2 separate regions of the Capra hircus genome follow, and region 1 is linked to region 2. A link is a contact called in public Hi-C data. All regions are on one chromosome and are shown on one strand. The core of a region is the stretch at or near the end of the contact, and the rest is flanking DNA. Distances in the headings are between cores, read along the strand shown.

Region 1 (5,153 bases), core at 2,352-4,851, 150 kb before region 2:
CTATTTCCCTTGGGAAATTCTTACTGACTCTGCGCTTCCTTGACTTGATGATTCTTTTATCAACTTTTCATTTCACTATTTTTAAAAAAGCTTCTAAGTGTGGTGTTTGTGTCTGTAACTTTCTTAGATACTGTAGCTTTTTTCAAAGGCCGCTGCCTGGAGGGCTGATAACCTTAATACGACATTACGATGTTTGACCTGGATCCATTTTTCCTGAGAAGCTAGTACTTTACTGATCCCACACTTTCTGAATGCACAATTTAGTAAGTTTTTTTTTTTTTTTTGAGGTCGGCAGATCGTAATGGATTTGCTGTGCAGCATGTGGGATCTTAGTTCCCTGACCAGGGATCAAACCCGAGGCCCCTGTGGTGGATGCGAGGAGTCCTAACCACTAGTTCACCAGGGAAGTGTCAAATTTTTTTTAAAAAAGTTATCCCATGATAGGTCAATTTTCCCAAGAAAGAATATTTGCTAAGGAAAGGGTAACCATCTATTACCATTCCCCAAAGTAAGAAGGGCATGATCTCAGAGTAGAGGATGGCCTTTTAAATTTAGTACACTGAGCTTTTTGAAAAAAAAAATGCCCCCACATTCTGCATAGTTTTCTCATTTCTCTGCTTTTTCTGTGGTTTGGCCACCAGGAACAAAGAGGCTGAGGTAAAGGGCACGGACACCGTAATGAGCTGCAGGGCCATCTAGTGGCCATTTATCAGCACTGCATGTGCAAGTGACAACTATTCCAATGGTTGACTCCCACCCAGGGTTTCTGGCATAAGAATCAATCTTGGTCATTTTGTGGAATTTCTGAAATCTCACGTTACAAACGTTCCTACAACCTTGCACGTAAAATGACTGCCTCGGTACAAATCTTAAGACTGAGTTTCTAGCATTTCAGTGGCGATTCGGAGCACTGTTACCCAGGTCAGACAGGCTTGGGTGAGAGTTTGCTGTCTGTGACGTTGAGCAAGTTACTGGAACAATCTGACTCTCAGTGCCCTCTTGCGCAGTGGAGATAACAGTGGACAGGACTGTTCTGAAGACCCAGGAAAGTGTGCATGTCACGTCTCTGCCACTGTTTCTGACAAGTAAGCCTTTGCTATTAATTTGTTCAGTGCTTATAGAACGACAGCATCACCTAGGTGGGCCACAAACCCACCCAACAGGCTCAAGGAAAAGGTTCACTATGAGGAACTCGAGCATTGTCTCAGAAATCCTTCACTTCCTCTCAGTAATGTTTCTTAGTCGTGTGGGTTGTTTTTCTGTTTTTCCTATATATAAACATTTTTTCTCTTGTATCTATATGTATTTGGCTGTGCTGGGCCTTCCCTGCTTCTCAGGCTCTTCTCAGCAAGCAGGGGCTACTCTAGTTGTGGTGTGTGGGCTCACTGCGGCGGCTTCTCTTGCTGCAGAGCACAGGCTCTGGGGGGCGCAGGCTTCCGTGGTTTTGGCGCACGCACTCAGCAGTTGCGCCTCCCGGCTCTGGAGCACAGGCTCCATAGTCATGGCACGTGGGCTGAGTTGCTCTGTGGCATGTGAGATCTTCCCGGATCAGGGTGGATTCTTTACCACTGAGCCACCAAGGAAGCCCTGTGTGTGTGTGTTTAACTTCAATTAAAAAAAAAAATTTATATTGGGGTGTAGTTGATTTACAGTGTATTAGTTTCAGGTATACAGTGGAGTGATTCAGTTATACATATACATATGTCCATCCTTTTTGCAGATTCTTTTTCCCATATAGGTTATTACAGAGTATTGAGTAGACATCCCTACCTGTATAGTAGCCTCTTGTTTATCTTATATATACTACTGCTACTACTACTAAGTCGCTTCAGTCGTGCCTGACTCTGTGCGACCCCATAGACAGCAGCCCACCAGGCTCCTCCATCCATAGGATTTTCCAGGCAAGAGTACTGGAGTGGGGTGCCATTGCCTTCTCCATTATCTTATATATAGTAGTGTGTATATGTTAATTCTTTGTCTTTGTAAAGGCACTGTGTAGAACCTGATGTGAAGAACTGACTCATTGGAAAAGACCCCAGTTCTAGGAAAGATTGAAGGCAGGAGGAGAAGGGACAACAGAGGATGAGATGGTTGGATAGCATCACCGACTTGAAGGACATGAGTTTGAGCCAGCTCTGGGAACTGGTGATGGACAGGGAAGCCTGGTGTGCTGCAGTCCATGGGGTGGCAAAGAGTCGGACACGACAGAGCGACTGAACTGAGCTACATATTTTCATTTTGATGCCATTATACATGGTGTATTTTCACATTTCACTTTGAAATTGTTTTTGTGTAGAAATCCAGCTATTATATCAACCTTGTATCTAGCAAACTTGCTAAATTAACTTCTTTATTTTACAGTTTGGAATGTTTCATTCATTTGGGCTTTCTGCACGCACAATCAGGGGACTACTGCATACTGGTAGTTTTACTTCAGTGTATCCATACCATATGGTTTAAATATTGCCTGTCGAATGGCCTAAAGAACTGCGGTAAATATTTGTGATGAGAGCAGACACTGTCATCTCATTCTCCATCTCAGAAAGAAAGCTTTCAAAGTTACTGTTAAGTATATTTGCTAAAGGTTTCCAGTGGGCCAGATTTAATGAGACCTCTTCTGCTTTCTAGACCTTTCCAAAAGATGACTCATATAGATATGAGCTGAGATAAAATACTTCTAACTCTTACCCGTGGTTCTCTCAGGATGGGTGTGTGGGGAGAGGTTGTATGACATTGTTCTTGTTCAGTCACTAAGTCATTGTCCAACTCTTTGTGACCCCGTGGACTGCAGCACACCAGGCTTCCCCGTCCTCCTCCATCTCCCAGAGTTTGCTCAAACTCACGTCCACTGAGTCTGTGATGCCATCCAACCATCTCATGGTCTTTAGCGCCTTCTCCTCCTGCCTTCAATCTTTTCCAGCATCAAGGTCTTTTCCAATGAGTCGGCTCTTTGCATCAGGTGGCCAAAGTATTGGAGCTTTAGCATCAGTGCTTTCAATGAATATTCAAGGTTGATTCCTTTAGGATGTATGACATTACTTGTTGTTTAGTCGATAAGTCACGTTAGACTCGTTGTGACCCCATAGACTGCAGCCCGCCAGGCTCCTCTGTCCAGGCAAGAATACTGGAGTGGATTGCCATTTCCTTCTCCATCCGACATTACTTGCTAAGATAAAATTACTTTAACATAGGAATAATTTACCATGAACCTAGATTTATTTTGTCACTAGAAAGAAAATAAAGCCAGAGAGCAATTTAAACTAACATTACATAACAGTCATCAAATAGTGAAATAGATCGTTCTTTGACGAAGCTTTGTGAAGACATGTCCAAGAACATATTTTCTCTAAACCTTTCCCATCATCACATCCTCAGACTCTGTTTCAACTATTTCTTTCTAATTTACGATGAACTGCAGCAAGTAGGGAGATTTGGTCTCTTGGCTGGACACTATTGGTGCCCTGCCCACTGGTACACCCACTTCCCAGCTGTTCTGGGTGTTGGCTGCTAAAAGCTCATGGCTCCATCCTTCTCTGGAGGATTCTCTTAGCTAACGGGAGCTGCCCTGCCAGGAGATGCCTGGGAGGTTACACACACGGCCCGGGTGGCCCTTGGCCAATGACTGACTAACAGGGTGGGGTTTAAAGTCCGGCTCCCTGGCCTCAGGGCAGGACAGACTCTGCAGTGTAATAAATACCCCCCAGCTCCCTATGGGATCGGGCTGCGGTTAGACCTCTCCTGAAAGCACGCATCTGCTCAGTTTCCTCTCTGGCTCTGTCCTGCTTCTTTCAGTTCCTCCCAGTGTTCCTCCCTAGGGTCCTTCCTCAATAAATCTCTTGCGCTAGAATCTCTGGCTATCCCAGTCTCTGAGTGGGCTCTCTTTGTCCAGCACCCACCTGAGCTGTCTGTGATTGGTGGGTGGAACGGGGTGCAGAGTTAGGCAGCCAGGGAAGAGCTGGGGGGTGATGTTGTGGTTGGATCAGGGGGTCCCCGGGAGGGGCAGCCATAAAGAAGGAGGAGATAACACATCTGAGAGGGGAAGTGGAATCTTAGGTTAGGTCTGTCTGACTCTAAAGCCTGAATTTGTAACTATGACCTTGGACTCCTCTTCACTCTCTGCCCATACTTTCTAAAGTTTTGAACAGCAACTTTTCTAAAAACCCTAAAGGGGGGTCTCCTTCATTGATGCAGCTTCTAAAGCATTGGCTGCAAGTTGTATGCCCAAGAGGGCACTGCCCCGCCAGGGCTGCCCTGCGGCTGAGGAACTGGCCCACTTTGACTCAGCCCAGACACCAGACCAGCAGGTCGGCAGGGAAGAGATGGTGTTGGGACAACAGACTCTTTGTATGGAAAGGAAACAGGATCAGCTCATTCTGTCCCATCAGACCATGAACGAATTTCAGATGCATCAAAGCTCCCACTGTGGAACGTGAAACCTTACAATTTTAGCAGAAATTTTAACAAACATATTTGGAACATCAGAATGGAAATGGATCTCTTAAAGAAGATGCAAAAACTGCAGACCATTAAGGAAAAGATGGTTAAGTCTGACTGTATCAAGATTAAAAGCATCTGCGTGACAAATCCCATGATAAAGGGAAAAGTGACTGTGACCATTTCTGACTTACTACTGGGGAGTCAGAAATGTGGAGAAACCCCATCTAGAGCCTGTGCTCCGCAACAGGAGAGTAGCCTCTGTCGGCCACAACTAGAGGAAGCCCGTTGGCTTTCAGAGGGCATTCAGAGGAGGAAACAATTTCTGGGCAAAAGTAACATTAGTGGAAGCTTGCAGGTGATGGGAGGGTGAGGCGGGCAATGTGGGGAGGGCATCAGAGTCTGATGGAACAGGACTTCTTTCCTTGCTTCCCGAACAGAAAGCTTGAAGTTGGCCTCTTGACTCTCTGTCAGCCTTCCCCGAAATTGATCTACAGCTTTATGCTGCAACAAAGACCCAGTGCAGCTGAAAGTAACTGATTAATTAAATGCTGGAGAGGGTGTGAGAAAAGGGAACCCTCCTATACTGTTGGTGGGAATGTAAGTTGGTGCAGCCACTATGAAAACCAGCATGAAGTTTCCTCAGAAAACTATAAATAGAGTTACCATAAAATCCAGAAACCCCACTCCTGGGCATCTATCTGGAAAAGATGAAAACT
Region 2 (5,585 bases), core at 1,311-3,810:
CACTGGCAGGCGGATTCTTTACCACGGAGCCACCTGGGAAGCCCCGGTGTGGTGTAGGACCAGGCCCCAAACCCAGTCTGGGTGTAACTGCACACTCTGGATCAGTGCCAGGTCCATCCCTGGTTGGAATTCCTGAATTCAATCGAAACCCAAGCAGACTCTAGGTTGTGGGCCTCTCCACCTACAAGGTGGTAGTGGGACTATTAGCAGAATGCACAATACGAATCCGGAAATTCAAGACTCGAGCATATCGATAGAAGCAGTTCCGGTGGGGGAAGACAGTCCACGCTCAGGGAGCAGGCCCCCGAGAGCACAGTCCCAGGCAAACTTGCTCTCATTCAGAATAAGTGTTTATTGAATAACCACAGGGGTCCTGTGTTGCAGTAAGTGCCAGTCACGTAAGATCCTGTCTTCTAGAGCTTGACGTTTTGTACTCTGCAAGACATAAGTCTGCAGATGTTGGCGCTTTCGTGACATGTCTCTGGCTGTGGACGTTGTCGCCTCGGGTCTAGCAGGCCTGGAAAGGTAAATAAGGAACCGTGACAACCTTTTAGTCCACATCCTGCTGTGGGGCTTGTGGTCACCTGCTGGCTGGGGCCGACCTGCACTGGCCTGGTGGAAGCAGCGGCAGTGATGGAGGGTGGGAACGTGCCGGAGGGTGGGAACGTGCCCGTGTGAGTGGGGCGCAGGGAAGGGTGGGCAGAGATCAGTAAGCCAGGCCTCCGGCTGCTTCTGGGAGGCCTGGCCTGGTCCTCCCACCTGCTTTCTGCTGCCCACACCCTTCTCAAGCTCTTCTTAATCTAGTCTGTGCACAGATCAGGGGCAACTGCCCTCTCCAGCTAAGTTCAGCTACAATGACTGACTAGAAGCGTCCACCAGAAGGCGTCTTCCCTAGACATCCATTGAAACAGCCTCAGTTTGAGAAATTTGGACACTGGGTGTGTGACTTTATAAAGATGAGGTGTTGAAATATCTCTCCGGCCCAAGTCTGTCTACAGAAGACACGAAAGATCTAGCGTTCAAGACGCCGCAGCCATGTTTAAACTGAAAATGTGGGGGGAGGGGGAACTGTGTGACCAAGTACGTTTTTTCATTTGCTTTGGGAATAGTATGATCAATGTGTCATTTTCAAAATGTAGATCATCCATGGCCTATTTTTAAACCCAGGCTTTTCAGGTGGCTCAGTAGTAAAGAATTGGCCTGTGAAGCTGGAGAAACAGGTTCAGTCCCTGGGGGAGGAAATGGCAACCCACTCCAGTACTATTGCCTGGGAAATCCCATGGACAGAGGAGCCTGGTGGGCTACAGTCCATGGGGTCACAAAGAGTCAGACCCAACAACAACAACATTTTAAATCCCAAGCCTGCTCCTGACAAGTGAGTTCTGAACGTAATCCTGACCCCCCTCGTGTCCAGTCCTGTGTGCAGCAAATACAGCCTTACTTCAACAGCAGCTTACATTAAACCTAATTTTTAAAGTAAGCCAACTGTGAGAATGATTGTTTTCTCAAACAAAATATTGGTGCCCTGGACCCTGTGTATTAACCTAGTTGTGTCTGCAGTTGAGCTATAAACAGGATTTAAGCTCCATGTTCTTGACCTGCTGTTTTCATGAAAGAAACCAGGAGACTGGCCCGCCCTCCACTGAAGCTCCCAAGCAAGACAGAGCTGCATACCCAGTCCCCTCCGGTGCTGTCTGATATGCAGGGACTGAAAGCCAGTAAAGGAATGAGAGATCCTGTTTATTTCCTCATTGGCAGCCAGTTTATGAACAAGGCCAGGAGGATCTTCCTTGTTAAACAATCTGCCTGCCATGCAGGAGTTCGATCCCTGGGTCAGGAAGACTCCCTGGAGAAGGGCATGGCAACCCACTCCAGTATTCTTGCCTGGAGAATTCCATGGACAGAGAAGCCTGGTGGGCTACAGTCCATGGGGTCGCAAAGAGGTGGACACAACTGGGTGACTCACACACCCCCTGAGCAGAAGACTGGCACCCACTTACTGGGACCCCCGAAGACCTGCTGACCTCGGGCAAAGGGGTCTGTGCCCCTAAACAGCTTTATGGAGGAAAGTGACACCATCTGGCTCCAAACTTTCTCACAGGGACATCACATGCTCTCTCGCTGGAGGCAGGTGACAGACATCACAGCTCTTTCTGCAGCCCTCTGGACAGCCCGCCGCCTCTGAGTGGCCGAGACTAGTCCTCACGACACAGGCTCTATCCTCCTTTTACCGGTGGGGAAACTGAGGCTGGGGACTGAAAGAGACTTAGTGACCCGTCTGGAAGAGCCAGGGACAGCACCCAGGAGCTCCTCCTGATGGGGGCGTGCCCAGTGGGGAACCAGGGTGGCACTGGCAAGCAGCAGAGCAGACCAAGTACAGCGAATCTCAGTCCAACGGGAAGGGGTCCTCAGCAGAACAAGGACAGCACTCAGGTGCCTGAGCTCGTTAACATGCGGAGGGCTTCGCTGTATCCCGCGGAAGGGTTCACTGTCCTGCTTGTACCAAGTACAGGGAGCTGCCTTATTGTAGCAGCTGTGGGGCAAGCCTGCCCTCTGGTGGGCTGATGGAGCATTGCCCTAGCCACATTCCAGCCTAAGGCTCAGTGTGGTTTTCCCATACTGTATCCATGTAGTGATTATTTCTACGGAAGGAATTCAGCTTTAGTTCTTTCTCAAGCAGTCTGGCCCATAGAGGCTTTCTTGACCTCTGAGTATTGGCCATCATTTGTCCATCTTACAGAAGGCTGGGTTTTCATTTTGGTCCCTTCTCCCACCCCTCACCTTTGGAGGAGTCTTGCTTCCCTAACAAGATTCAGGTTCTTAAAAGCAAGGATTATGTCTGATTCTTCCTCAGCTTTACCCTGTTGTTCCCTTAGCTGGACATGAAACTAGAAGGTTCACCAGGATGGAAAGGAATCCTTTCCACCCCCCAAAACAGAATTCCACCGCTTCTCATTTGTTCCTAAAACATTTCATGTCTGATCAGTAGTTCCCCCAAATGGTTGAATCCTCAGAAAACTTTCAGAACTCAGTTTCCTGGGCCTCACTCCAGCCCTGCTGAATCAGGCTCTGTGGTCTGAGCCAGGAAATCTGCTTGACAAACTTCCCCAAGTGGTTTTTGATGTGCGGCCAGGTTTGGCAGCCAACAGCTCTAAATCCCCATTTACAATTATTTCTCATAGCCTTTCCCCCCACCCGACAGCATCTCCAAAGGTCTTCAGCTCATGTCTGTTATTAAAACGGACCATTTTGAGATTACCTTGGACATAGTCACAGGCTCTTCTAACTGCAGGGCTGGACGACATGGGGAGGAAGGAGGACCACAAGACAAGGACCAAAGGCATGTGCTTTTGTTGCCAGTGGCCCTGCGTTCACAGCAGAAATTACTGAAACCAGTACCTTTATGCTGACGGGGCAGGTTGTCAGTTTGTAGTCTGACGTTAAGGCTTAGGCTGAAGAGGGAGACAGAGGTTAATTGAGTACCCAGTTATTTATTTTCACCATTTCTAACTCATCTAGTTCTCAGGTTCAACTGAACAAGGCACTGTTGCCTACCCACCTCCATCCCCACCCCACTCCCCACACCCTTCTTTAAAAAAAAAAAAAAAAGGCAAGTTGAGGCTTGGGCTTCCCTGATAGCTCAGTTGGTAAAAAATCCGCTGCAAGGCAGGAGACCCCAGTTTGATTCCTGGGTCGGGAAGATCCACTGGTAAAGGAAACGGAAAGGCTACTCACTCCAGTATTTTGACCTGGAGAATTCCACGGACCGTATAGCCTATGGGGTCGCCAAGAGTGGCATGTGACAGAGACTTTCACTTAAGTTAAGGCGTAGGAAAGTTGGTAACTCTCCCAGTCACGTAAGTTCATGACCATCACATTCTGCATTCGAATACAGGTCAGATTTCCAAAGCTAGCTTTTTGGGAACGTCCATACAGGCTCTTTCTCACTCTTCTAGGCCAAGCGAGCTGTGCAGCGGGGAGCCACTGCTGTCATCTTCGATGTGTCCGAAAACCCGGAAGCTATTGACCAGGTAGGCTCCTGGGGCCAGGCCAAGGCTGCAGGGCCCCTGAGAGAAGCACCTCCCTTACTTAGCCTGGCTTCTCACGGTCGTGTCACCTGGGTCTTCGGGGCCCTTGTGCTTGTCTGCCCTCATTAGTGATCCATGTTTGCACGTCGTCCTCCAAAGCGAGTGTGTCGAGAGGGGTTAAGAGCCAGGGAGCTGGGGGCTGGGAGGCATTGTCAAAGACCTTTCATCCTGAAACAGGGGGCATCCTCAGCTTCATCTGCCTGGGAGCCCCCAGCCTATGATGCTGGTGTTTGGGGATTTTCAAAAGGGAATTTCGTGTTCTTTTCCTCCAGCTTTTCTTTCTCTCTCTCTGGCTTCTTGAAAGTAATTACGTCTTCTAAGCAGCACCTTCTCTCCTTGCTTAGCTGAACCAGGGCTCAGAAGACCCGCTCAAGAGGCCGGTGGTGTATGTGAAGGGTGCAGACGCGATCAAGCTGATGAACATCGTCAACAAGCAGAAAGTGGCGCGCGCGCGGATCCAACACCGTCCCCCTCGAGTGAGCCTCCGCCACCTGCCCCACCCCGCCATCTGCCCCTTCTGGCTTCGGCCTTTTTTTTTTTTGCTTCCGGCTTTTTCCCCATCTAAACGCTGATGCGCCCCAGGGACCTGCAGGTTTATAGCAGATGTAAACCCGGAGGCCAGGGAGAGATTACCAGTTTTACTTGAGGGCCTCTGAAAAGCATTTCCAGATATAGATGACTTGTGACCAGGTGTCTCTTCCACCCGGCGTCCCCTCTGGGTGACTTCCTGTCTTTTCTTTTCTGTCCCATCTTCCCATGAAAGGCTGACTAAGGACTGAAGGGAAGGGCGCCCTACCCTCAGCTGCTTTTCCTGGGTCTCCCTCCTCCTGTGGGTCTTCACTAAGAGGATAAAGCCTGTGCTTCCTCCTTCCTGTGGGGCAAGTGTATTACCGAAACTCCCTAACCTGTACTAGAATCTGGAAATGTAAGCTTTCAACTGGGGTCAGAGCTCATAACCTCCAGGTGGCTAATGAACAGCTTTGTCTTCTAAGCTTCTCTTAGTTGTGTTAAAGCCACGCTGTTGGCATCCTCTGCACAACCTCAGGCTCAGGACTCTAGGAACCTGGGACAGGTGCTCCATAGATGCTTTATTTCCTCTTCCCAAATATTGGAATATTCACATAAAGGAGGATCCTTTCGCAAAAAATACCCAGATGCTCGTAGCATTCAGTGAGCAAAACTCCACTCTGACGGGCCAAATGCACGTCCCAGGTCAGGTGGCTGTAAGGTTTTAGGAGGCTGTATGCCATGAGGGAAAGGTAGGAACTAAAACTAGAGGTAGTCTGCAGAAGAACTGACTTGCTGGCTGCTTTTTAAAGGGAAAAAAGAGTGCTTTGGTAAATATGACTCACTATAGTGGAAGCTGATATTTGTGGAAGCAGCGTACAATTTTCTGAGTTGTTGTAAACCATTAATTATATGGTTAGTAATCACTGTTCCCTCAAAACATGACAGTCACTCCTTTGTCCCATAAATGTGATATTTGTGTTTATTTGG

Evidence for each region. Hi-C and Micro-C count contacts between places; a contact is called where the count stands out from the background.
Region 1: a Hi-C map of blood shows a contact between it and region 2, with 4 times the contacts expected there. The contact joins two enhancer-like sites. A contact is called at or near these places in 4 of 5 Hi-C or Micro-C datasets (blood and liver).

Annotation. Positions count from the first base shown.
Region 1 is chr17:3,018,424-3,023,576 of ARS1.2, reverse strand. No RefSeq gene overlaps it. Among named protein-coding and RNA genes, the nearest start is that of ZNRF3, 20 kb to the right of the region's middle. Within about 2 kb of position 3,601, at least 3 of the 5 cell types and tissues checked have an H3K27ac peak or open chromatin away from gene starts, as enhancers often do.
Region 2 is chr17:2,865,981-2,871,565 of ARS1.2, reverse strand. ZNRF3 (E3 ubiquitin-protein ligase ZNRF3) reads left to right here. Exons shown (of 9, transcript XM_018061043.1): 3 at 3,957-4,031; 4 at 4,433-4,564. Among named protein-coding and RNA genes, the nearest start is that of C17H22orf31, 20 kb to the right of the region's middle. Within about 2 kb of position 2,560, at least 3 of the 5 cell types and tissues checked have an H3K27ac peak or open chromatin away from gene starts, as enhancers often do.